3 separate regions of the Mus musculus genome follow, and regions 1 and 2 are each linked to region 3. Evidence: chromatin contacts called from public HiChIP or PLAC-seq data. All regions are on one chromosome and are shown on one strand. Each heading gives the region's core, a stretch centred on a gene start, on an enhancer-like site or on the middle of the called end of the contact. The rest is flanking DNA. Distances are from core to core; before and after follow the strand shown. Region 1 has its middle 24 kb from the start of Gm46818. Region 2 has its middle 40 kb from the start of Gm33679. Region 3 has its middle 26 kb from the start of Gm40112.

The links. HiChIP or PLAC-seq counts read pairs in DNA pulled down with a chosen protein or histone mark.
Region 1: a contact with region 3 is called in a FOXA1 HiChIP or PLAC-seq map of pancreatic cancer cells. The contact joins two enhancer-like sites. A contact is called at or near these places in 1 of 15 datasets of contacts at CTCF or cohesin (the NIH/3T3 cell line), 3 of 484 Hi-C or Micro-C datasets (embryonic fibroblasts, nephron progenitors and uterus), 3 of 115 datasets of contacts at active chromatin or transcription factors (fibro-adipogenic progenitors, heart atrium and pancreatic cancer cells) and 1 of 9 other capture datasets (embryonic stem cells).
Region 2: a CTCF HiChIP or PLAC-seq map of the NIH/3T3 cell line shows a contact between it and region 3, with 8 read pairs. The contact joins two enhancer-like sites. A contact is called at or near these places in 1 of 15 datasets of contacts at CTCF or cohesin (the NIH/3T3 cell line) and 1 of 9 other capture datasets (embryonic stem cells).

What each region holds. Positions count from the first base shown.
Region 1 is chr3:102,528,111-102,531,510 of GRCm38.p6, reverse strand. No RefSeq gene overlaps it. Among named protein-coding and RNA genes, the nearest start is that of Gm46818, 24 kb to the right of the region's middle. Within about 2 kb of position 2,125, at least 21 of the 459 cell types and tissues checked have an H3K27ac peak or open chromatin away from gene starts, as enhancers often do. A contact at or near this core is called in the NIH/3T3 cell line, embryonic fibroblasts and pancreatic cancer cells, where this site is marked.
Region 2 is chr3:102,422,113-102,425,480 of GRCm38.p6, reverse strand. No RefSeq gene overlaps it. Among named protein-coding and RNA genes, the nearest start is that of Gm33679, 40 kb to the right of the region's middle. Within about 2 kb of position 2,065, at least 5 of the 459 cell types and tissues checked have an H3K27ac peak or open chromatin away from gene starts, as enhancers often do. A contact at or near this core is called in the NIH/3T3 cell line, where this site is marked.
Region 3 is chr3:102,665,994-102,669,656 of GRCm38.p6, reverse strand. No RefSeq gene overlaps it. Among named protein-coding and RNA genes, the nearest start is that of Gm40112, 26 kb to the left of the region's middle. Within about 2 kb of position 1,761, at least 55 of the 459 cell types and tissues checked have an H3K27ac peak or open chromatin away from gene starts, as enhancers often do. A contact at or near this core is called in the NIH/3T3 cell line, embryonic fibroblasts and pancreatic cancer cells, where this site is marked.

The DNA.
Region 1 (3,400 bases), core at 876-3,375, 140 kb after region 3:
AGAACTCAAGAAGGTGGACTTCAGAAAATCGAACAACCCCATTAAAAAATGGGGCTCAGAACTGAACAAAGAATTCTCACCTGAGGAATACCGAATGGCAGAGAAGCACCTGAAAAAATGTTCAACATCCTTAATCATCAGGGAAATGCAAATCAAAACAACCCTGAGATTCCACCTCACACCAGTCAGAATGGCTAAGATCAAAAATTCAGGTGACAGCAGATGCTGGCGTGGATGTGGAGAAAGAGGAACACTCCTCCATTGTTGGTGGGATTGCAGGCTTGTACACCACTCTGGAAATCAGTCTGGCGGTTCCTCAGAAAATTGGACATAGTACTACTGGAGGATCCAGCAATACCTCTCCTGGGCATATATCCAGAAGATGCCCCAACTGGTAAGAAGGACACATGCTCCACTATGTTCATAGCAGCCTTATTTATAATAGCCAGAAGCTGGAAAGAACCCAGATGCCCCTCAACAGAGGAATGGTGTCTTCATTCTTAAAGCTTGCATCACAGTGGGGGAGGCACCCAGCTGAGAATACAGCTGACATGTTGGGTCAGCAGATGAGGCACTGTGCTAGGCCCTGGAATATTACACTGAGTCAGATAGAATTCCTGGCCGCATAGACCTTATATCTTACCATTTAGTAAGCCAGATGACTTTGTAGGCCAAGAAAGCATGGAAAAAATGCAAGATGGAAGAGTCCTGTTATAATCATAAGAGCCAAAAACAAAATCAAGGGCATGATAATGTACCGTGAACTCAAAGTAGAAATCTAGTGTGATGTGGCAATGGAGAAAGCCTGTGTAATATCAGTCTGTATTGACAGAAATATGTATGCTATGTGCTTCAAAAGAGTTAGTAGTCCAGTTATACTTAGGGTTGGTCAGTCTGCAGCTAGAGTATTGTGTTTCCTCCTGGGCACCACATTTACCACATTGTAAGGGGATAAATTAGAGTGTGTCCAGAGAGGGTTGGAACCCTAGGAGAGCAATGGAGTTGGAAGTCATTGTACAGGAAACTGGTGGACCTAGTGATGTTTAGTCTGGGAAATAAAGACTTCGATGGGAGACACATAGCTATTTTCAAAGACGTGTTATATGGACAAGAGTGTGAGTCGCCCTGTGCATTGCCCAGAGAGTACTCTTGCGGCAGCAACTGAATGAATGGTGGGGAGGTTAGGGAGGATCTTTAGTTCAAAATGAGCAGAAACTCACTTGATATTCACCATTCAACAGTGGACCAGAAACGGTCCCTTTACTAGGACTTCAGATTCTTTTATCCCCTTTGCCTCTCCTCCCTGGGGCAAAATTTTGGAGATTTCTTTTTCTTAACTGCAACAGAATGAAACTGTAGAGTCTCTTCTCTGTCCATATAAGTGAGAGTTAATGTTGAAAAATAGCACTAGGACAAATGCTTTACAGAACTGACACTTAAACCATCCCTCAGAGGATGCTCCCATAAGACACATGAAGAAACAAACCTTAGACAACGAAGTGGTAGAGGCTGGCTGGTCTTCTGGACTTCTGCTTCTCCACTCTATGGCTGTGATCTCTCTGCCTCACTGGTCTCTCCATCACTAAAATACACATCCATCCAAAAAGGCAGCATGCGCAGTGTGCTGGAGGAGGAGAAGGTGATTTTCCAGTAAATGAGGTGGAGTAGAAGCCAGCATGTGGCTTCTTGGGTGTGTTGAAGACGGTGGAATTCAGTGTATCCCCAGAACCTGGCAGCACTTGTCCTGGTGCAGAGTGAACTGTCCACAGTGTCTTTGAGAAAAGAAAGCAGTGCTCAGCTTCATCTCATGGTTCTTATACATGGCAGGTCGTATTTTTGTTGTTGTTTTTAACTCTCTCATTTCATCAGGGGCCAGTTATTCCATTTTAATCACGTCTCGGTTACTGTTAAGTAGGACTAAGCTTCACACAATGGATAAAATAACTGAAAAGCTTCTTCCACTTAAAAAAAAAAAAAGAAAAAGAAAAAGAAAAAGAAAAAGAAAAAGAAAAAGAAAAAGAAAAAGAAAAAGAAAAAGAAAAAAAAAAAACACTTTTGTGACTCACCCAATATAAACCACAACCCAATAAAGCCACGATTAAAGTGGATGTAGACTAAATCTCTCCTGAATGGAGTTTTGCTTTCTGTTTTCAGGAGTCATCCCAGCCCTTTGATGTCTGTTGGGCCCTCTTGCACACCACCTTCTGTTCTTATTTGACTCTTTTCTGCCATGAATGCCATGCCTGCCATTGTTTGGCTCGGTCTTGGCTAGCAGAAGATAGAGGGAAAGGCTTCCTGGAACACAAGGAGCCAAGTTAGGAAAATGACCCACGTGAAGGGAAGCCCAGAAGAAGAAGATTCGCGGCAAGTGCCTAGCCCTCCTAGCTGGAGGTTTTCATATGCTGACTTCATGGCTTCTGGGCTAAATGATCAACACTGACTGGGAGGGACTTTTACCCACATTTTTGTCTTCTGGCTCTTGCTCTGCATAGACTCACTTTGTAAAAATTCAAACAACAGCAGAAAAAAAAAAAGAAAGAAAAAAGAAAAAAAAAACTCCAATCTCTAAAATAACGTATTTTCACAGAAATGTATATTCACTACCTGAGGCTTATAGTCCATGGAATCATTTACCTGAATGTAAACTATGGAGACTCTCAGAGTGACGTCAGTATCTGACTCCTGGCACACACAGGCAGGGTTTGCTTTGATTCTAATGCTCAGAGAAACTATTTACACAGAGAACGCACCCCATCTGGCCTGATAAACTTTGGGTGGTTTGAATTCTTTGCAATATTTTTTTCCCCAGCAAATCTCTTCCTAGGGCAGTCATAAGCCTCATTTTTATTGTGTCCATGATCTTTTTACCCAAAATAGTGATATTTTTTATGTAATGGATCAAAGAAAGATTGTGATTATAGCAGGGACTATTATGAAACCAGAAAGGAGCCAACTAGAGAGAGAAGGAATACCGAGGGTTATTTTTAAATGGCATTCTTCAAATATGACTGACTGTAAATAAACTGTATGTTGTCCTTTGAGGGCAAGAGCCTGAAGTGGAAACACCACATATGGCCATCAGGAGGTCTGGCACACCACTTCTGTGTGTTTCAAGTGACTCTAGATATGGTTTGGCTATGGAATTCTTCAGCTTGAGGCTGCAGAGGACAGGCTTTTTCAGAGCCTTGGAAACTACTTGTTTTAGACATAGAACTGTGGCATTTTTCATTTCTACAGCCATCAGTGATGTCTGTAGCAGGAATTTTGTAAACTGTTGTGGGTTGAGTACGAATAATCCCTCCGGGAAGCTGTAGGATGGTCCAAAAGTCATCTTCAAAGGGTGACTTTTCATCCCCCGTTATCAAGAAGATGAACTGAAGAGAGAAACCTGTTCAGAATT
Region 2 (3,368 bases), core at 816-3,315, 240 kb after region 3:
GCCCTTAATTTGTATGATTGGCTAATATCAATATGGCAGAGAATAAATATCTCTATAGAACAAGAGAGACAAAGACAGAGCGAGACAGATAAAAAGAGGGGGGGGGGAGGGAGAGGCGGGGTCTGCTACTATACAGTGATAATACCACTTTTCTGATCCTCATTTTTCCTAAGAAAAAGATGGAAAGAACATCTACCACCAGGATTCAGTGTGACAGTGTCTACAGAATGGAATTCCTAGAATGAATAACAAAACACCCAACAAACATGGTTTTTATTACCCGCAATATTATAGCTATATTATTAGCATGTAGTAATCCAACTCTATAACACATTGCATGAAAGGAAAGGAAAGGGCATGATATAAGGAGCTCCACTCATTAGTTCCAATAAAAGGCCCATCCTTTACAACAGCTACTAGAGCACCTTGAGTTCACAATGTGATTTTTTGCAAGATGTGGAAAGAGAGTATTTATCCAAATGTTGGCAGTCATTACCTCTAGCTATGTAGTCATAAGTGCATGTAATTACTCCCTCATAAATCCTAATATTTTTCTGAATATTTTACCATCATAATGCATGATTAAGAATGCAGCCTGTTCATACCAGGCACCATCTTATTTTTCCAAGTGCATTATGATGTAGACGATGTCTTTATATCCACTTTACAGCTAAGGAAAACAAGGCACTGAAAAGCTAATTAACTTCTAAGTACTGAATAGCAGAATTAGAATTTGTGCATAAACCAGAAAATAATCAATACAGATTTTAACGACACACCTTTGTGTCATTGGCTCCAATATAAAATGTACCTTGTTCCCAGCACTGCACTGTGGAGGAGACAATATTAAGAGTCCCACTACTCCATCCCACCAAACAGTCTCTGTTTCTCACAGAATCTTCTCTTGACTTTTTTTACATAAGCTGTTGACCATGCACTGTGGGTACTTCACCTCTGGATCCAAATCCTGTTTATGACATGATGTCATAAACACGTGACACATGTAACCAAGAGCATCCTCACAAGTACACATAAAAGGTTCAGTAAGTCAGAGGCAGGGTGGTGGTCGTTTTCTGGCTCAGGACCTAGATGAGCACATCAATTTGATGCTTATTTGCTGAATGAGCAAATAAATAAGCAGAACCTGTGAGGATCTCATTTACTGAGGATGGGAAGAGGGTCTGGGGGCAATTACTTGGTGGTTAGAATTGCAAAGATATTGAGTGTGTGGACAAAGAAGTGCAACAGACTCCTGCATTCTTTTCTCGTGCCACACCAGCTTCTCCTGAGGAGACTCAACTCTGGGAAGAAGCTGAGTCTCTCTGTGCCATGTCTGAGTGGTAGTGTCACTCTCTCTTAGTCACTATTCTATTGCTGTGAAGAGACACCATGACCCAGGAAACTCCTATGAAAAAGAAAGCATTTAATTGAGGGCTTGTTTACAGTTTCTGAAGATTAGATCATTATCATCATGGTGGGGAATGGTGGGGGCATAGTAGGAAAATGGCAGGAGCATGATGGCACTCATGATATTGGAGCAGTAGATGAGAGCTACATCCTGATCTGTAGCAGAGAGGCCTAGCATGTAGACTGGGCCTAGCACAGGCCCTTCAAACTTAAAGCCTACCCCCAGTGTGGTGGTTTGAATATGCTTGGCTCACAGGAAGTGGTACTATTAAGAGGAGCAGATTTGTTGGAGGAAGTGTGTCACTGTGGGGATGGGCTTTGAGATCCTATGCTCAGGCTTTCAGGAAGTGTGGAAGAGATTCCCCCCTGCAGAAGATAGCATCTGCTGCTTGTGGATCAAGATGTAGAACTCTTGGCTCCTCCAGCACCATGTCTGCCTATACTGTACCATGCTTTCCACCATGATGAGAATTGACTGAACCTCTGAAACTGTAAGCCAGCCCCAATTAAATGTTTACCCTTATAAGATACCTTGGTCATGGTATCCCTTCACAGCAATAAAACCCTAAGGAAGACACCCAGTGACACACTTCCTCCAAACAAGGTCACGCCTCCTAACCCTTCTAATCCTATCAAAGAGTTTCATTCCTTGATGACTAAGCATTAAAATACATGAGGCCATGAGGGCCATTCCTATTTAATCCACCAAAAACCCTGAGTCATTCTGCATCACTGGAGTCTCAAAAGTTTCTCCTTAAGATTTCCCTGTATTTCTTCATCTGTGGAACTTCTTTGCTAGCCTGGAGCTTGGCCTGTGAGCACCATCTCTACACCATCTACTTCCTCCTTCCAGACAAACTTCTCCAGTCTTCTGCGGCAGTACCATGACCTGGGTGCTTCTTTCCCGCGATCCCTCTGACTACTTCCTATCCTGATTTCTTCTTTTTCTGCTCACTAGTGAATGCTCAAGTTCTTCTCAATCAATACTCTCTAAGTAATTACAACTGGCTCTACCATCCAACTGTCATCGTTTATGCAAATGATATGCAAATTTATATTTTCTCCTCAGTCCCTAATTCATATGTCCAAATGCTTACTTGACATTTTTAGCTGAATGCCTAATATATATCTCAAATTAATTTTTAAAACCCAATTCTATTTTTTTCTTCAGTCCTCAGCATCTCAGCAAATGACATCATAAACCTTCCTGGTTGGTCTATATAAAACCTTGGGATCATTCTTTAGTGTCCCCTTCCTACACCAGCATATCCTGTCCACCAGTAAGTAACTCCTATTTTCTGCTTCCAAAATAAGTTCCCAAATTTATCCACCTCTTTTCATTTTCATTGCTGTCATTGTAATTCTTACTTGGACAACTTTCATAACTCTTCACTGCCTGCCTGTTTCTATTCTTGCCCTATTCCAGCTCATTCTCCTCACAACAATGAGAGTCATCTCACAATGAGAACCAGATCTTGCCCTGTTTCTTGTAAAATGAGATCCAAGTCTTTACATGGATACCTCGTCAGCCTCTCTGGCTCTCCCAACTCTCTGCCTCACAGCCTTCTTCCTGTTTTCAGGCACCACATTTCCTGCTGTAGTGCCTGTTCATCTGTCCTCCTGCTATATGGAATATTCTCTCAGTGTGTATTGCAAACAATCCTTATAGGCCCTACAGAGTTAGCACATGCCTTTCTCCCAGCTCCAGGACTGAATTGAAAGGTTAACTTTTTCATTAAAGCTTTTTGACTACTGTCTATGCAAATGACAGCCTTTTACCCAACCTTTTGTCCTGTGTACAACACTAACTTGCATCCTTCTTAATACTGATTTGCTGCAAGGACTTGTAGTTGTTTAGTCCACTGAAAAGGAAGGAGGGCATCTGACGCTGTTTGACATATAGGAGAGGCTCAGGAGAGCAGGCTGTGTTTTGCACAATCAACTCCGACTCATTCCCACAG
Region 3 (3,663 bases), core at 512-3,011:
GAAGATAACTTGGGGAGGGAAGGATTTAGCTCATGTACAGTTCCACAGTACATACAGTACAACACTGAGAGAACTTGGGGCAGAAACACAGACAAGGCTGGAACCTAGATGCTGGTACTTAAACAGAGACCATGGAGGAGTGCTGCTTACCGGCTGGCTCAGCCTGCCTTCTTATAGACCTCAGGACCATCTGCCCAGGGGTGACACTGCTCACAGTGGCCCAAGCCTTTGTCTTAGTTTGAGTATCCATTGCTGCAAGGACGCATCATAACCATGGCAACTCTTATAAAGAAAAACATTTAATTGGGGCTGGCTTATAGTTTCAGAGGTTTAGTCCATTATCATCATGGTGGGAAGCATGGCAGCATGCAGGCAGACATGGTGCTGGAGACAGAGCTGACAGTTCTATATCTTGATCCAAAGGCTGCCAGGAGGAGAGACTATGTCACACTCAGTGTAGCTTGGGCATATATGAGTTTTCAAAGCCTGCCTCCATGGTGACACATTCCTCTAAGAAGGCCACACCTCCTGATTCCCTATAGGCCAAGCATTCAAGCATGTGAGCCTATGGGGATCACACTGATTCAAAGCCCCACAGCCCTCCTACATCAAATACAAAAAGAAAACGCAATGATTGGCCAATCTGGTGAGGGAGTTTACTCAACTTATGTTCCCTCTTCCCAAATGACTTTAGCTTGTGTCAAGTTAACATAAACTAGCCAGCACTTTAATGGGTTCTGTTTGCCACTGTTTGCCACAGGAAAACAGCATGCCAGTGTTTTCCTGAAATCTGCAGTCATCTGGAGACAGTCTTGGAGGAGGCTTGGGCTTTTGGCTCTAAGTACTCAAATGAGTTGCTGTTGTTGAAGCTACTGATGAATCATGCTCAGCTGGAGTTTGAAGACTGGTCAAGTCAATGAACTTACCCGCTACCACTGTGCTCTCGCCAAGCCAACAGGAACCTCTGACCTCTGGCTCATCCGTAGCCCTCAGCCTCCTCTACCTCTGCCATTGAAAAGTGCCTCTGGCTTCCTTATGGTTGAGTCTGCCTCACCCCACCCAGGACACACTTGCTTCCCTCTGGAGTTTCTCACCAAGCATAGTAGAACCCTTGTTCTGGTGAGATAGACTCCTCTTGGTTCTCCAAGCCTCTCTTCTTTCTCACCAAGCCAGAAGCTCACATGTCCCCTGAAGATTTTCTGGCAGCTTCGACACAGTCTCCTTCTCCTTTGGAGGGTCTAAGGCAGTGGCAGAGTAGACTCCTCCCCCGGCCTCCAGACAGCACTCCTGAGCCATCCTCAGGTCCTCTGACTCTGGGGACCTTTATTATCGTTTCATATATACTTCTGACTCACCAAAGCTTCCTTAAAAGGTTTACTGATTCTGAGCCTTTCCTCCCTCTTCTAACCCTGACCAGCAGTTCCATTTCCCCAGACTTTGAAAATGGCTTGTGTTTGTCTCTCAGTGAACACCAATGCTTTTCCTTCTTTCTTAAAGGCAAACCCAAATCTAAAACATCTGTTTTTTTTCTCTCAGTTCAGAGAAAGAAGTCCAAGTGTCAAGGCCAACCTCTGGGTAGTAGTTGGGTCTGACTCCTTCCAGCCTCAGAATGTGGAGGCCAGCTCTCTGAATCACACATTTTGTGTTCCCTTTTCGCTGCCTGCAGCCTTTGTTCCCGCAAGAGTCTCAGCAACAGTTAGGCTACCTCAGAGCCCCTAGTCTCCCCCCAAAGAATGCTTTCCTCCTAGTGCTGACTCAATCGTGACTAATGTGATCTGTGGATCTGGTGTCTGGGCTCTGTACAATCTAGGAAAACAAAAGTCTTGAGTCTAGATAGAACCTTCCTCATCATAAGGAACTGTCCTGTGTCAGCTAGGTGTTGACGCATAACGTGGGCTCGGGTTGCTAAAGCCCAGATTGTGCTGTAGCCTAGCCCAGTCCTCTGCTACAGAGTCTCATAGCCATCATTACAGGACTGATAGGAGTTTCTGCATTATATAGACTCAGTCTGGGTTCCGTCTGCTTTCAGCTACATGACTTTTGGCAGGATAGGGGTCCTTGTAGGTTGTTGGTCTGAAAGCCTTAGTGCTTTGCTGATGGCTTTCTGGGGGACCTAGAGTTCTTTGTCTGGTGGGCCTTTTCACTGAGGATGAAGGGGGAACGAGGGAAAAGAGGAGAGAGAGAGAGAGGGAGAGAGAGACAGAGAGACACAGAGAGAGAGACAGAGAGACACAGAGAGACAGAGACAAAGGCACACAAAGAAAGACAAAAACAGAGAGACAGACAGAGACTATTATTAGAAGATCCAACTCAAAGCCAAGGGTATCCCATCTCCAAAGTCTTTTCCTCAAGTGTTGCACAAGTTTTACAACACATTTCTCTTCTTATATTTGGATGCGTCAGAGGAAAAAGGATGCGCAATTTCTGCCTTCTGACCACGCACATTCCCCAGCTCACAGGACTCCACAGAATCCTATCTTGAAGTTTCCAAGTTTCCAAGTTGCCCCTCTCCCTGGGCCTCCCCAGTGTGACCGCCTTTTCTTTTTACCACCCTCTCTCTCTCTTCAGCCTTTGGCCTACGCAGCCTCCCTGAGTGCTCAGGTGTGTGTGCTTGGTTCTGTCTACTTCTCTGCTGATTTATGTCCTCACTCCCGACCAGTTCTCCCGCTGCACTGTACACATTAGTTTTGTATTTGGATAGAGCCCACTGTGTGAGAAACGCTAGGAAGGCCAGGAGATCAGTGTAGTGTGTTATTTGGAGACAGAGAATGACCAGTGCACGCCTTCATCTGAAAAGATAATGGGGGGAAAATTAAACAAATTTGTGATGATCATTGACTTAGTTTTTTGAAGCAGGGTCTTGTATTGCTTACGCCGCCCTCTAACTCACTATGTAGCCAAGAATGACCTTGAACATTTAATCCTCTTGCTTCCCCCTCCTGAGTGCTGGGCTTACAGGCATTCACCACCACTCCCTGTTGTATGAGGAGATGGCTTTGTGTGTGCTTGGCAAGCCTCTTACCAACCGAGCTATGTCCCTAGCTCAAAAACTGCTTTAAAAATTCTCCTCATTCTCACCCATCTCAGCCTAGAGGGGCCTAGGGAAAGGTGAGCCAGCCAGACCTGAGCCATCTCAGCCTAGGGAAAGGCGAGCCAGCCATATCTGAGCCATCTCAGCCTAGAGGGGGCCTAGGGAAAGGCGAGCCAGCCAGACCTGAGCCATCTCAGCCTAGGGAAAGGCAAGCCAGCCAGATCCCAGTGCCCTGCTAGCCCTGCACTTGCCCACTGCTAAGTGCCCCCCTCCCTGGCACTGGCCCAGCACAGTCCTCCTCTTCATCTCTGTGGCACGCCTTTGGAATTTCTAACACCAGGTTGGTGCTATAACCTTGAAAATGCCTTAGAACGAAGCCCAGAGCCCTGTAAAGTCTACAAGTCATTTCTGGATGAATGAGTAGATGCTTAAAAAATGTGCAAATTCTTGGATCTTGGGATTCTTAAGGACATAAATAACCTGGACACAGCCGAGGGTAACGGGGACATTTTGCTGGCCTTGTCTTCAGTTCACTCAGTTCGGCTAAACCTCTCAAGTGCTCTGGTCGCCCTTTCCTCTTCAAATTACATGTTCCTGCTTGGCTTTTATCTCCACCACTCCCTCGTCTTTCT